2 separate regions of the Oryctolagus cuniculus genome follow, and region 1 is linked to region 2. The links are chromatin contacts, called in public Micro-C maps. All regions are on one chromosome and are shown on one strand. Each heading gives the region's core, a stretch centred on a gene start, on an enhancer-like site or on the middle of the called end of the contact. The rest is flanking DNA. Distances are from core to core; before and after follow the strand shown.

Region 1 (6,523 bases), core at 2,285-4,784, 55 kb before region 2:
ATCCGGCACCTCAACCAGGACTAGAACCCGGAGTGCCAGCGCCGCAAGGCGGAGGATTAGCCTAGTGAGCCGTGGCGCTGGCCGAAATCCTACTTAAAAAGTTTTTTTTAAAAAAAATTTGAGAGGTGAACAGAGACAAAGTTCCAAAGCCAGGAACCTGGAATTCCATCTGGGTCTCCCACATGGGTGCAGGGCCCCAAGCACTTGGGCCATCTGCCTCTGCTTTCCCTGAGCTCATTAGCAGGGAGCTGGACCGGAAGTGGAGCAGCTGGGACTCGAACTGGCGCCCCTATGGGATGCTGGCACTATAGGCAGTGGCTTTACTTGCTATGCCATGGTATTGGCCCCAATCTATTGCTCTTCTAAAGGAAGCAATTGCGGGGAGCAGGCTCTCGATGCAGTGGCTAAGGATGCCCACATCCCATGTGAGAGTGCTGGGGTGCAAGTCTCCTGGCCCCACTCCCCATTCCAGCTTCCTGCTAATGCACACCCTGGGAGGCAGCAGGTGAGGGCTCAAGCACCTGGGTCTCTGCCCCCTGCATGGGAGATCTGAACCAAGTTCTCAGCTCCCAGCTGTGGCCTGATCCAGCCCTCGGCATTGCAGGCATTTGGGTCGTGAACAGCAGATGGGAGATCTACCTGTGTATTTCTTTCAAATACATTTTAAAACTAAACAAAAAAAAAATTAAAAGACAAAACAAAAAAGGACAAAGAAAGCAGCTTTAACCTGCATCTTATTCCTCAAGGAGAGACTTGGTCAAGGGGCTGAGCAGACATCTTTATTATCCCTCAAGTCTGCACGAGACCTATGCATTTCCTGTTCTCATAGTACTGTCTACCCCACTCTGCATGCTAGAACGTCTGCAAATGCCAGGGGCCTGTCTGCAGCTCCCCCTGTCGGCTGAGAGATGGAACTCCACCCCGTGTTCCCCACGCACCAGGACTCTGCTGCTCTCTGGGACTTCCTCTGGCTGGCTAGTTGGTTCAACATTCTTGTTTTTCACATACAACAGATCATACAACTCTCAAGTACAAACATAGCTATTTGTAATGAGTGATATTAGACTTACGAGAACATATACTCTTGGGGCAGGTGCCTAAGCCTGGTGGTTAAGACATTGGTTAGGATGCCTGCGTTGTGCCTCGATTTGAGTCCTGGCTGTGGCCCCCGACTCCAGCTTCCTGCTAATGCAAATCCTGCAGGACAGAGTGATGACTCAGTAATCGGGTTCCTGCCACCCACATGGGGGATCTGGATTGAGTTTCTGCCTTCCGGCTTCTGACAGGCCCAGCCCCTGCAGTTGTGGGCATTTGGGAACTGAACCAGGGGATGGGGGCACTCTTCCTCCCCACCCTTCACCTCTCAAAAACTAAAAATCACATACAAAGAACATATAGGGATTGCACTGTGGCTTACACTGCTACTTGGGCTCCGCATCCCATTTGGGAGTTGTCGCCTAGGATTGAGTCCCGCCTCGCCTTCCAATCCAGCTTCCTGCTGATGCACCTGGGAAACAGCAGAAAATGACGCAGGTACTGGGATTCCTGCCATCCATGGGGAGATCTGGATGGAGTTCCCGGCTCCTGACTTCAGTCTGGCCCATTCCTGGCTACTGTAGACATTTGGGAAGTGATCCAGCAGATGAAAGATCTCTCTCTCTCTCTCTCTCTCTCTCTCTCTCTCTCTCCCCCCTCCTCCTCCTCTGTGAGTGTGTCATTGTCATATGCCTTTCAAATAAATTTTTAAAAACCTGTTTTTAGCTCATATTCAAACATAATATATAATCTGTCTTATCCCATTTGTGCTGCTGCTACAACAGAGCAGGTACCTTGTGAAGAACAGACATTTATTTTCTCATAATTCCAGAGACGAGGAAACCCAAGGTCAAGGCACCCACCCTCTGATGAGAGCTGCTCTCTGCTTCCAAAATGCACTCTTGAAGGCTGCATCCCGCTAGGGGCCGACACTGCCCCCACGTGGCAGAAGGTGGAAGAGCTAAAGGACCAAACCCAGCTTGCAAGTTTGGCTCAATTCCCAGGGTCAGGGCCCACATAACCCAAACCCTTCTCCCAAGGCAGCCCCCCTCCACACACACTGCTGCACTGGGGGTTGTTTCCCCAACACATGAATTCTGGGGAACACAGTCAGACCGCGGCACCAGATTTCTAAGGTTGGTTTTGGTTAATGTCACCGCTAGAGGTGAGATTTCTTGGAACTGGTTTGAACTAGACCATAGCAGACTAGGAGCTTCAGAGCCAGAATCCTGGAGCATCTTAAGGCTCAAGGTTGGGCCGGGGCTGTGGCGTAGCGGGTAAAGCTGCCGCCTGCAGTGCCAGCATCCCTTATCGATGCTGGTTCAAGACCCGTCTTCTCCACTTCTGATCCAGCTCTCTGCTATGGCCCGGGAAAGCAGTAGAAGATGTCCCAAGTCCTTGGGCCCCTGAACCCACATGGGAGACCTGGAAGAAGCTCCAGCTGTTGCAGCCAATTGGGGAGTGAACCAGCAGATGGAAGACCTCTCTCTCTCTCTCTGCCTCTCCTTCTCTCTGTGTAACTCTGACTTTCAAATAAATAAATCTTTAAAAAAAAAAAAAAAGCCCAAGGCTTTAAAATCTCCTGAGTCTGCGTATGCCCTTGAGTCTATCAAAAACCTCACCACTCCACGTTCTTTCACTCCAAATTCTGGCAGAAATTCCTTCTCTGGCTTTCCCAAAGCATTGGAGTTTGCCCCTGGATTTTAACTCAATGTCCTCATTTTTTTCTTTTATATTTATTTTTTATTTATTTGACAGGCAGAGTTAGGGGGCAGCAGGGAGAGAGAGAGAGATTGAGAGAGAAGGAATCTTCTATCTGCTGGTTCTCTCTCTAAATAGCTGCAACGGCCAGAGCTGGGCCAGGTGAGCATCTTCCGGGTCTCCCAGGTGGGTGCAGGGGCCCAGGCACTTGAACTATCTTCTGCTGCTTTCCCAGGTGCATTAGAAGGGAGCTGGATCAAAGGTGGAGCAGCTGGGACTTGAACTGGTGCCCATATGGGATACCGGCACTGCAGGCGGAGGATTAGCCCGCTGTGTCACAGCAATGGCCCCTCAACGGCCCTCATTTTACAGTTGGGTAAAGGACACTCACACTTCCTTGGGAAGCAGCCCGGGAAAGTAGAATAGCATGTCCTGCTTTCCTGCTACGTAATTTTTCCTTTTAGAGATAGACTTTATACTACAGCCAAAATCAACGGAAAAAGAAGTGGGGAATCCGCGAGTCCCCTAGCGCTTAAGCGCGAGGGTTGTTGGGGATGACAAAAATTTTTAGTCTGTTGTACTTGTCCATAAAGGCAGAATGTTCATCCAAATTCAACGCCACCAGTCTGATCCACATCAAACTACGTTGAGGACCGGAGCAGTTTAGTCCAGGATCCTTCTCTCCTAGCTCATGTTCCTATCGGAGTCTAGACAGGCACAGACCGGAAGTGACTCTCAGTCGCGGGGCGGGGCCGGAGCGAAGTACCTATCCCGGCGGCTCTTTGGCCGGAAGAGGAAGGTGCAGCTGTTAAAAGGGTCCCCTTCCAGTTCCAGCCGCGCTGTGGTTGTCGCTGGCTCTCGAGGCGGCGGCGGCGCCAGTTGCGGCGGCGTGTTGTGAGATGCCGGGCGGAGGCCGCTGTCCCGAGTGCGGCTCGGCTGAGCTTGTGGAAGACTCGCACTATTCGCAGAGCCAGCTGGTGTGTTCCGACTGTGGCTGCGTGGTCACTGAGGGGACCCTTACCACCACCTACAGCGACGAGGGCCACCTCCGAGGTACCTGTGCGGGTCCTTGCCTGGGGTCGATGGGGTAGGGGGGGATAGCGCGCGTTCCCTAGCTCCGCGCTCCTTGTCCCGCGCAGCCCTGAATACGGGAGCAGACGGGCTTCTGCAGGCGGCCAGGGACTCCCATTCGCGGGTTCCCCACGCACCCAGGTTCGTCCTGGGTACAAGGAACGTTGAATAAACGAAACAGAAACCAGTTCCGCTCGACCTGCCCGGTCTGGTCGTGGTGGACGGTCGTGGGTCAGTTCCTTGCAACTATAGCACGTTAGGGTTAGGGTTAGGGTTACGGTTTGTTTAACCGAAGAGCTTTTCATTGGCACAAATACTCCCTCTTTTTTTTTTTTTTTTCCCCTCCCTTTGCATTGCTTTTCAAATCCCTGACTAGTCCAAAATCCAAAAATCCGCAGCCAGGAAAATTGCTTGGGTTGGGTGTAAAAGAGAGAGACTGAAAAGCTGGTGCTCTTTAGAGAGACTGCTGTGGTACCAGCCTTCCTCGAACTCCGTATCTGAGACTGCTGTGGACGGATTGCGGGCAGGGCAGGGCAGGGCAGGGCAGGGGTGGAGAGAGCTGGGCTTGTGTCCCAGTGGGCTAAGCTGCTGCGTGGGACACCTGCAGCCTGTCCCAGTCCCAGCGACCTACTCTGCATCAGATCCAGCTCCCTGCGAATGCTGCCTGGATGATGGCTCCCGTGCCCGGTCCCTGCTGCTCCTGGGGGAGACCCAGGTGGAGTTCCAGGCTCCTGACCTTAGTCTGGCCCGGCCCTGGCTTGGTGGGCATTTGGGGAGCGAACCGGCAGAGGGACGATCTCTCTCTGTCTCTTTCCGTCTTTGTCTCTGTGCCTTCCAAGTAGATGAAAATAAAATCAAAGCTAAGTTTCAGAGCTGCTCGGAGACTGGAATTCTGCCCCTGGCCCTGGTGTGGGTGCGGGAGCGGGGCTGTGATGCGGGAGGGCTGAGCGTGTTGTTTCTTGTCCGTGATCTTGCAGAAGTCACGTATTCTCGGAGCACAGGGGAAAGCGAGCAGGCGAGCCGCAGCCAGCAGCGAGGTGAGAGTCAACCTTCTACGGCGCAGTGGCTGTCACGGGAGCTGCCCCGTGGGCCCCACCGGCGGCCTTCCTCTCCTGTTTTCAGCATCACTCGTGTCGGGTAGAGTAGAATGGTGGGTGATGAGCAAGGCCGGAGACGGCTCCGAGAGTGGCAGCGCGTCCGTCTAAGTGTTGGGTCTGCTCAGCATGTTCGAGGTTGCCTCGAGGAGCCTGGATCAAACCAGCCTTCAAACGGCAGTGGGCTGAAGTGTGACTTCTTGCCACCGAGGTGTTTGCGCCTTTAGAATGACTACAGGGGGGCCGGCGTTGTGGCGTAGCGTGTTAAACTGCCTCCTGTGACACCAGCATCCCGTATGGGTGCCAGTTTGAATCCTGGCTGCTCCGCTTCTGAGCCAGCTCCCTGCTCACATGCTTGGGAAAGTAGCAGAGGATGGCCTAAGTGCCTGGGCTCCTGCACCCACGTGGGAGACCCAGATGAAGCCCCTGGCTTCAGCCTGGCCCAGTCCTGGCCATGCAGCCATCTGGGGAGTGAACCAGTAGATGGGAGACCTTTGTCTCTCCGTCTCTCCCACTATGTAACTCTGCCTTTCAAATTAAATAAATAAATAAATATATTTTACTTAAAAAATAAAAGCAGTGGCTTCCCCAGGCGTCGCTCCTGTGGGTGCAGAAAGATCAGTTATGTGTGCATCCGTTATCCGAGGCTAGCTTAGCAGAATATGCCGGGTGCTGCACAGGCGCTCCCGTGCCCACTCTAACTCCTGCCATGGGTCTCCCAAGGTCTCCGCCGAGTGAGAGACCTGTGCCGCGTTCTGCAGTTGCCACCGACATTTGAGGACACGGCGGTCGCCTACTATCGGCAGGCGTACCGGCACTCCGGCATCCGCGCCGCCAGGCTGCAGAAGAAGGAGGTGCTGGTTGGGTGCTGCGTCCTCATCACCTGCCGGCAGCATAACTGGCCGCTCACCATGGGGACCATCTGCACCCTGCTCTACGCAGACCTGGACGTGTTTTCCAGCACCTACCTGCAGATGGTGAAGCTGCTGGGGCTGGACGTGCCGTCCCTGTGCCTGGCAGACTTGGTGAAGACCTACTGTAGCAGGTGCCTGGGGCGGGGTGGGGCGGGGCGGGTCCCGAGACCTGAAGTCCTGCCTGTGGCTGTCTCTGACCACAGCCCACCTAAAAGGGCGTGGGAGGAAAACATCCTGTACCGTGCCTGCTACTAGGGGGGCTGACAGCACTGTGCGTTTCTAGAGTGCTGTGCTTTTCAAACCTCTCTGCCTCCCCAGCAACCTAATGACATAGGACGCGTGGGTGTTAGCCTTGGCACAGGGCTGCTCGGGGCTGCGTGCGGCAGCCTGGGCTCGGCAGGTTGTCTGCCAGTGCAGCCCAGCAGGCGTCGGTTCGTACCAGGTTAGAGACGGAGCCTGCCTTCTTGGGAAGCGGCCCTGTTGTTTTCCAAGGGCACTGGTGGATTTGAAGCGTGGTTACTCCCTAGCTGGGTGACTGTGGGCCAACTTTTCAGCTATAGGCATGCGAAACAGGGAGTGTGTTTGCTTACGTCAGGGCTGGGCAGAGCCATATTTATAAAACGTTTGCGGGCTGAACAGAATGTTCGCCTGCTGATGACTGAACCTGGAGGCCAGCCCGTGGTTGTCCTGGGAGGGCTGGACCAAGGG
Region 2 (6,762 bases), core at 4,031-6,530:
GCTGAGTGCCGACCATTGCTTTAGAAAGTCATTTGGATCAAAGCAATGCGGTTAAAACAGTGACGAGCAGCGATGACCCCCCCCCCCCCCACCGCTGCCTTTAGTTCCCTGTATTTGTTGAAGCTGCCCCCTCCCATCCCGGCCAGGCTCATCACCCTGTACACCAGCCCATCCCCAGGTGGCTCCTCATCCAGCTTCCCGCCTGGTTCTGCAGCACCGCCGCCCACTAACCTGGGAGCCATGGGTCAGGGTCGCTCTCTTAGTGACCAGCTCAGGCCCCTGGGTAGCTGGCACTGCGGGATTTTAATCTGCCAGGAAAGTCCATTTCTCATGGGCCCCTGGGGGTGTCTGTGTCAGCCCCCTCCCTGTCTCCCTCTGCTTCTCTCTGTTCTCTGTGTCTCTTCCTCGTCTTCATGGTGCCCCACATTTTCCGCCTCTCTGTTTCCCTTTGTCTCTCTGTCTCTCCTATACCTTTTCTCTCTGTGTCTCCCCCATCCACTTCTCTCCCTTTTTCTGCCTGTGTCTGTCTGTCTCTCTCTCTCTCTCTGTCTCTCCTACACTGTTTCTGTCTCCCCCCACCCACTTCACTCATTTTCTGCCTGTGTCTGTTTCTCCCTCTCCCTCTCTGGCCTCAGGGCTCTGTGTCTTGGCTCTGCAAGCAGCAGGCCAGACTCGTGGGAGGAGGCTGCTGGCTCTCCTTCCCAGGACCCGTCAGCTGCCCTTGGGCCCTGAAGGCCCTGCGTGCGTGCGTGGGGCTGGGGGAGGCGTGGCAGCAGGAGGTTCTCGGCCCAGGGCCCAGGCACTGCCTTTGAGGCTCTTGGGGCGGGTAAGCTGCTGGAGCCCGGACGCCCAGGAATTTAGTTTTGGTTTCACTCTGGGCTGATTTTGCTGTTTTATGTCCCAGCTGTTAGTGAGGGCTTCAGGCTGAAGCTGGGGGAAGCGAAGGGCAGGCGTGGATGTCCATGTTTGGGCAGCAGGGAGGGCACGCCGGCCTCCGCACCTCTGTGTCCAGTTGGCTGGTGGCAGCCAGGGCTGGGCCCCCTCCTGGGGCCACAGAGGCTCGGGTTTCAGACGTGCAAGGAGGAGGCAGCTTCCCCCGCCCCCGTCCTTATCTGCTCTGCCCATCAATCTTCTCCAGTCCTCGGAGCCCTGCGCTGGCCAGGAGAGCTCTCACCGTGTGCTGGTTCTGTTCCCATTGCATACATGGTCATGGTCACTTCCCTTTACCACACCCATTATTTACAGTCGAGCAAGCTGAAGTGCCAAGGGCATTAAGAACATGGCCGGAGGGCCGGTCAGCATCCCGTGTGGGAGCGCGGGTTCAAGTCCTGGCTGCTCCAATTCCCAACTAGCTCTGTGCTAATGCCCCTGGGAAAGCAGCAGATGATGGCCCATGTGGGATACCTGGCTGGAGTTCCTGGCTCCTGACTTTGGCCTGACCCAGCCCTGGCTGTTGGAGACCATTTGGGGAGTGAGCCAGCAAATGGAGGACCTCTTTCTTTCTGTCTCTCCTTTTCTGTCTTTCAAATAAATTAATCAACCTTTTTCAAAACTTGGAAATCTATGCATCATCTTTCCACAATACTCATCCTCCATGAACTCTTTGAAGGCTCCTTGTGGGTGGCTGTGTATGTATGTGTGTGTGCATGTTTATGAGTGTGTGCACATGTATGTGTGGGCACACGGGCCTGTGTTCAGGTGTATGTGGCTGCGTGCACATGTGTGCGTGCACACGTAGCAGCTCCCCACCCCCGGCCCCGGCGTTTCCCTTCACTCCTGCAATTCTACTCTCTGTAATTGTGTTCCCAGACGGCTGCATAAGATCCTCTGATGCCTGGGTCCTTGAAACAGGCACAGTGAGAGCCCTGCTCCCCCGATCCCCACCCCCTGCCCCAGGCTCTGGCTGGGTCTCCACTCAGAGGGTTAAACGCCACTGCGGCTGCCCAAGTGGGCCAAGGCTCGCAGGTGAGCAGGGCCATGCCAGGGACAGCGCCCGCGGCAGGCCCTCAGCACACACAGGGATGCCTGTGAAGAGCCACACCCCGGGACAGGAAGGGGTGGTGCCCGTGCAGGCCTGGGGCAGGAGCGGGGCAGGCTTGCCAGGCCCTGGAGCCCCAGCGTCCTCAGTGGCAGCCCCAGGCTGCGCCTCCTGCCTCTTCCCGTCGGGCTGGGCAGGGCAGGGGAGGGGAAGATGGCCGGGAGGTCTCAGGTTTGCGGTTTGCGGCAGGAGGGTCGCGAGGGGACTCCAGGGGAAGGAGGGGAGACGCAGAACACAGCGCTGGACAGTCGGCACAGTGGCTGAGACGCGGCTTGGGACGCCCGCACCCCGTATCCGAGTGCCTGGGTGGGAGTCTTGGCCCTGCTTTGTGGTTCCAGTTTCCTGACGATGTGCACCCTGGGACGCAGCAGGTGGTGTGGCTTAAGCACTGGGGCCCTGACGTCCATTGAGATCCTGACCACCAGCTTCAGCCCCCCAGCCGTTGCTGGCATTTGGAGAGTGAAATGGCTGGATGGGAGCTCTATTTCTTGGCCTCTCAAAGCAACAAGAAGGCTATAGTCTGGGAAAAGGGGGACGGTTTCCTGGGTTCTCCCGTGGGGAGCCCAGCAGGAGGCACGGAGGCTCTGCCAACTTCAGTCCCGGGTTGCCCAACTCGGACTCTGCCAGCCCCAGGGTGTGTGCGGGTGCCCTGGGAAGCCTGCAGCCCAGTGGGCACCCCTGGCGCCGGCTGGCTGCGGAGTACCACAAGCAGAGGCCGCCTGGCCAATCTCTGGCTTTATCTTCGCCACACATTGAAAGCATCAGGCCGGGGCTCACTCCGCGGGTCGGCCCGGCCTTGTGTGGGGGGGGTCCCCAATGCTCGCACCCACACCTGCCTGCCTCTTCCCCGCGCCCCAGCAGTACGACAGGGGGGCCGGGCCCTCGCGCACGCTCCGTTGCAGGGGTTTTTAACGATTGTTCCCGGATTTTTGATCTCCTCTCTGAAATGTTTATGAGGCCACTCGCCCTGGGCGGGGTGGGGTGGGAGCTTGCTCCGCCCTCCTTCTCCAAAGAGAAATTCAGTCGCGGGGGAAAGCAGCGGCGAGCACCCTCCAGTGCCTCTCTCGTTCTGGGGAAGCCAAATCAAAGACAAGCCCTGGATTCCTCTTGCTCGCGGCCAATAAAAACCTTGCTTCGGTGCCGGCTTCCTTTGCTGAAATCAGATATCCTCGTAATAAACAAGGCTGGAAGGCAGGCAAAACCTCGCGTGCGTCTTTCTTCTCATTAGTTTTTTCTTCCTTTAAAAGAAAAAGAAATTCTCTCCTGTAACAGGACGGCCTGCCCTGGAAACTTGAGCACAGAACTGTGCCCTTGCCTGCCCTCTTCTCCACGTTTCCAGAACTTTCTGCCCGGGCTCCTGCGGATGGGGCGGGGTCTGGTCTCCCCAGTGCTGGACCCCTGGGCTTTCTGCAAGGCAACCCCTCTGAACTTGTCCGGTGTTCCAGACCCCTGGGGTGGGTGCTGTGGCACAGTGGGTAAAGCCGCTGCCAGTGACAGCATCCCGTATGGGAACCCACTGCAGTCGCAGCTGCTGCACTTCTAATCCAGCTCCTAGCTCATGTGCCTGGGAAAGCGGCAGAAGATGGCCCAAGTGCTTGGGCTCCTGCCACCCACGCGAGAGACCCAGATGGAGTTCTAGACTCCTGGCTTCCGCCTGGCCCAGCCCTGGCCATTGCAGCGATCTGGGGGAGTGAACCAGTGGATGGAAGATCTCTCTGTATCTCCCTCTCTCTGTGACTTGCTTTTCAATGCCCACCCTCTCCCAGGCCCCTGCCTGCCTGTCCCTGCCCGAGCCCTGGCCCAAAGCGTATCCACTAATGTGCAGACACCTCTCCTTCCCCCACCCCCCAAATCGGTTTTTAAGTGACTTTGCTGTCAAGAGCTGCTCATCTGTTTGTTTTTCCTTCTGACACTCTCGGGAGAGTTTCTGGTCAAGGGAGTTCTGTTGAGGCTGCAGATTGCGTGGGACTCGCGCCTAATGGGGAACAGACAGACATCTTTCATGTGCGGCCAAGTTTTGCTCGATTCTCCTCCCTCCTCTCTCTCTGCCCCCACTCCTCATCTTCCCTTGTTGGCTGCACTGCACGGTGCGCTGTTTCTCCCGCACATCTGGTGAATAAGGTCACACATTGCTTTCATTCTGCAGATTGCCAGCTGGGGCATGCGGCTCTCTCTGAAGAGGGAGAGAGAGAGAGAGGTGCCGCTCCTAGGGAGGGCACTAGTGAGGGGCTGGCCCAGGAAGGTGGGGAGCATGGGAGAAGGGACTCGGGGCCCTTGACCTTGCCAGGAGTCAGTCACTCACACCCAGCTGTAGTGTGTATGTCCACGTGGATGCAAAAGAACAGAAAACATTAAAAAAAATGTTTATTTGACAGGCAGAGTTACAGAGAGAAACAGAGAGGGAGAGAGGGAGAGAAGGAGAGAGGAAGAGAGGGAAAGAGAGGGAAAGAGAGGGAGGGAGGGAGGGAGGGAGGGAGAGAGAGAGAGAAAGAGAGAGAGAGAGAGAGAGAGAGAGAGAGAGAGAGAAAGAGAGAATCTTCCATCCACTGGTTGATTTCCCAAATGGCTGCAATGGCCAGGAGCTTGGAACTGCATCCAGCTCTCCCCTGTGAGTGCAGGGGCCCAGGCACTTGGGCCATCCTCTACTGCCCTCCCAGGTACACCAGCAGGGAGCTGGATTGGAAGTGGAGCCGCCGGGACTCACTCCAACTGGTGCTCATATGGGATGCCTGCGCCCGCAGGTGGCAGCTTAACCTGCTGTGCCACAGCGCCACCAGCCCCGAGGGAAGCCTTTTCCTATGCGTTTGTGGAGGAGAGGAGAGCTTAGGGGAACTTCGTGGTGGCTGGCGGCGTGGGTTCTTTGGCCCTTCGTCAGGAGGAGGACGTAATAGCATTCAGCTGACCTCATGGTGGAGCCAGCTGCAGTGCCTGGAGCCACTGCTTTCCGGCTGGCCACGGCACCCCTGCTGACGCTCCACCCTTACCACAGCAGCCCTGCAGCAGTGGCTGGGAGCCCCCTGTTCACAGGGCCGTTTCTTTTCTGAGGGACAGAGATGCCTCAGGTTTTAAGAACGTGTGTGACCTCATTCCTCCTGTGTCTAGAGCGGAGCCTGGGGGACAGAAGGCAATGTCGATTCAGCTCGGGGGAAGTCAGGGCTTTGCACACTGAGCCCTGCAGTCGTGGGACCGTCTGAACGCAGAGGAATGTGCGTGCCAGGGAGTCGGGATGCCGGAAGCGGAGGCTAAGCTCACTCATGGCTTGGATTTCATTCTCTCCTTCCTTCTCACCCCCGCGGCTGTGGCTCCAGCGTGCTCCGCACTGTGCTGCGTCAGTTCTCGACTGCTGCAAGACATTAAGCCATGCATTTCTTTTATGGCGTGCGGGCTGCCGAAATGAAAGCTGCAAATCTAAGAATATGCTGATTCTCGATGATGAAAGCCAGAGGCATCGGCGGGTGTGGAGGCCAAACTCTGGGATGGGAAGTCCAGAGTCCTGAGTTGGGGCCGGTGTCGGCACTGTTGCTGGAGTCTCTGCCACGGGAGAACTGGTTCGAGACCTGGCAGCGCCACGTCCCATCCAGCTCCCTTCTAGTGCTCCTGGGAAAGCAGCAGCAGACGGTCCAAGTGCCTGGGCCCCTGCAACCCACATAGGAGACCCAGACAGAGTTCTAGGCTCCTGGCTTTGGCTTGGCCCAGTCCCGGCCATTGCAACCCTCTGGGGAGTGAGTTGGTACATGGAAGATCTCTGTCTATGTAACTCTACCTTTCAAATAAATAAAAACATCTTTAAAATAGTTGTAAAAAGTACTGAACTTATTTCTTACCCTGTCACCAACTCACTTGCCCCTCACTCAGGGAAAGAGCCTTAGCAAAGCCTCCATTCTCCTAGCCACAAACAGATACTGCCTGATACTCTCAGATACCCTCCCAGATGTTGTGAGCAGAAAAGGTGAGAATATAGCAAATAGTGCTTTATAGGACACAAATTTTTAAAAGAAAGGGTGCAACTTTTAAAAAAGACTATTAATTTAATCATTTATCTGAAATGCAGAGTGACAAGAGAGGTAGAAGGAGACATCTTTCACCTACTGGTTCACTTTCCAAACGGTGGTCACATCTGGGGCTGGGTCAGGCCAAAGCCAGGAGCCTGGAACTCCATCCCGATCTCCACATGGATGGCAGGAGCCCACACACTTGGACCATTTTCCACTGTCTTCCCAGGCACATCAGCAGGGAGCTGGATCAGAAGTGGACCTGCCACTCCATCCCGGGAGGGGGGCATTGCAAGCAGAGACTTAACCTGCTGCACTGCAATGCTGGCCCCCACCCGGGGAGGGGGGGCAGCTTGACCAGTAAGAGGTTGCTTTGTGAAAGGGGTGGGGGATCTGTGAAGCACTTCCCAAGCGGTCGAAGCCTTGAGGGATCCCTGGAGACCTCTGATGTCTCAAACCTGAGGCTGGTTTCAGGCCGGAGACAGGGCTCCCGGAGAGGGCCCTGGGCTGTGGGTGGGCCTGGTCAGGGCAGCTGCCGCCACCCAGATGTGCCATGGGTGCTGCTGGGAGAAGCCCAACCTGCTGCCTCTCGTGTGTGGTTCTCACTGCCAAAGGCGCTGCCGGCCATGGCTCACCTGGGCAGACGTTTTGGTTTCTGTCCCTTGTCTGGATCTGATTCAGCATCCCCCTGGGTCCCCCTTCGCTGTTCTTGACCTCCAGCCGCCACTGAGC

What was found. Hi-C and Micro-C count contacts between places; a contact is called where the count stands out from the background.
Region 1: a contact with region 2 is called in a Micro-C map of ear pinna, with 5 times the contacts expected there. The contact joins the promoter of BRF2 here to the enhancer-like site in region 2. A contact is called at or near these places in 4 of 6 Hi-C or Micro-C datasets (ear pinna, psoas muscle, skin fibroblasts and 1 more).

Annotation. Positions count from the first base shown.
Region 1 is chr2:87,698,306-87,704,828 of mOryCun1.1, reverse strand. It overlaps BRF2 (BRF2 general transcription factor IIIB subunit), which reads left to right and starts at 3,534. Exons shown (of 4, transcript XM_002720786.5): 1 at 3,534-3,789; 2 at 4,785-4,844; 3 at 5,625-5,946. The coding sequence starts at 3,636.
Region 2 is chr2:87,644,364-87,651,125 of mOryCun1.1, reverse strand. No RefSeq gene overlaps it. Among named protein-coding and RNA genes, the nearest start is that of ADGRA2, 13 kb to the left of the region's middle. Within about 2 kb of position 5,280, at least 1 of the 8 cell types and tissues checked has an H3K27ac peak or open chromatin away from gene starts, as enhancers often do. A contact at or near this core is called in ear pinna, where this site is marked.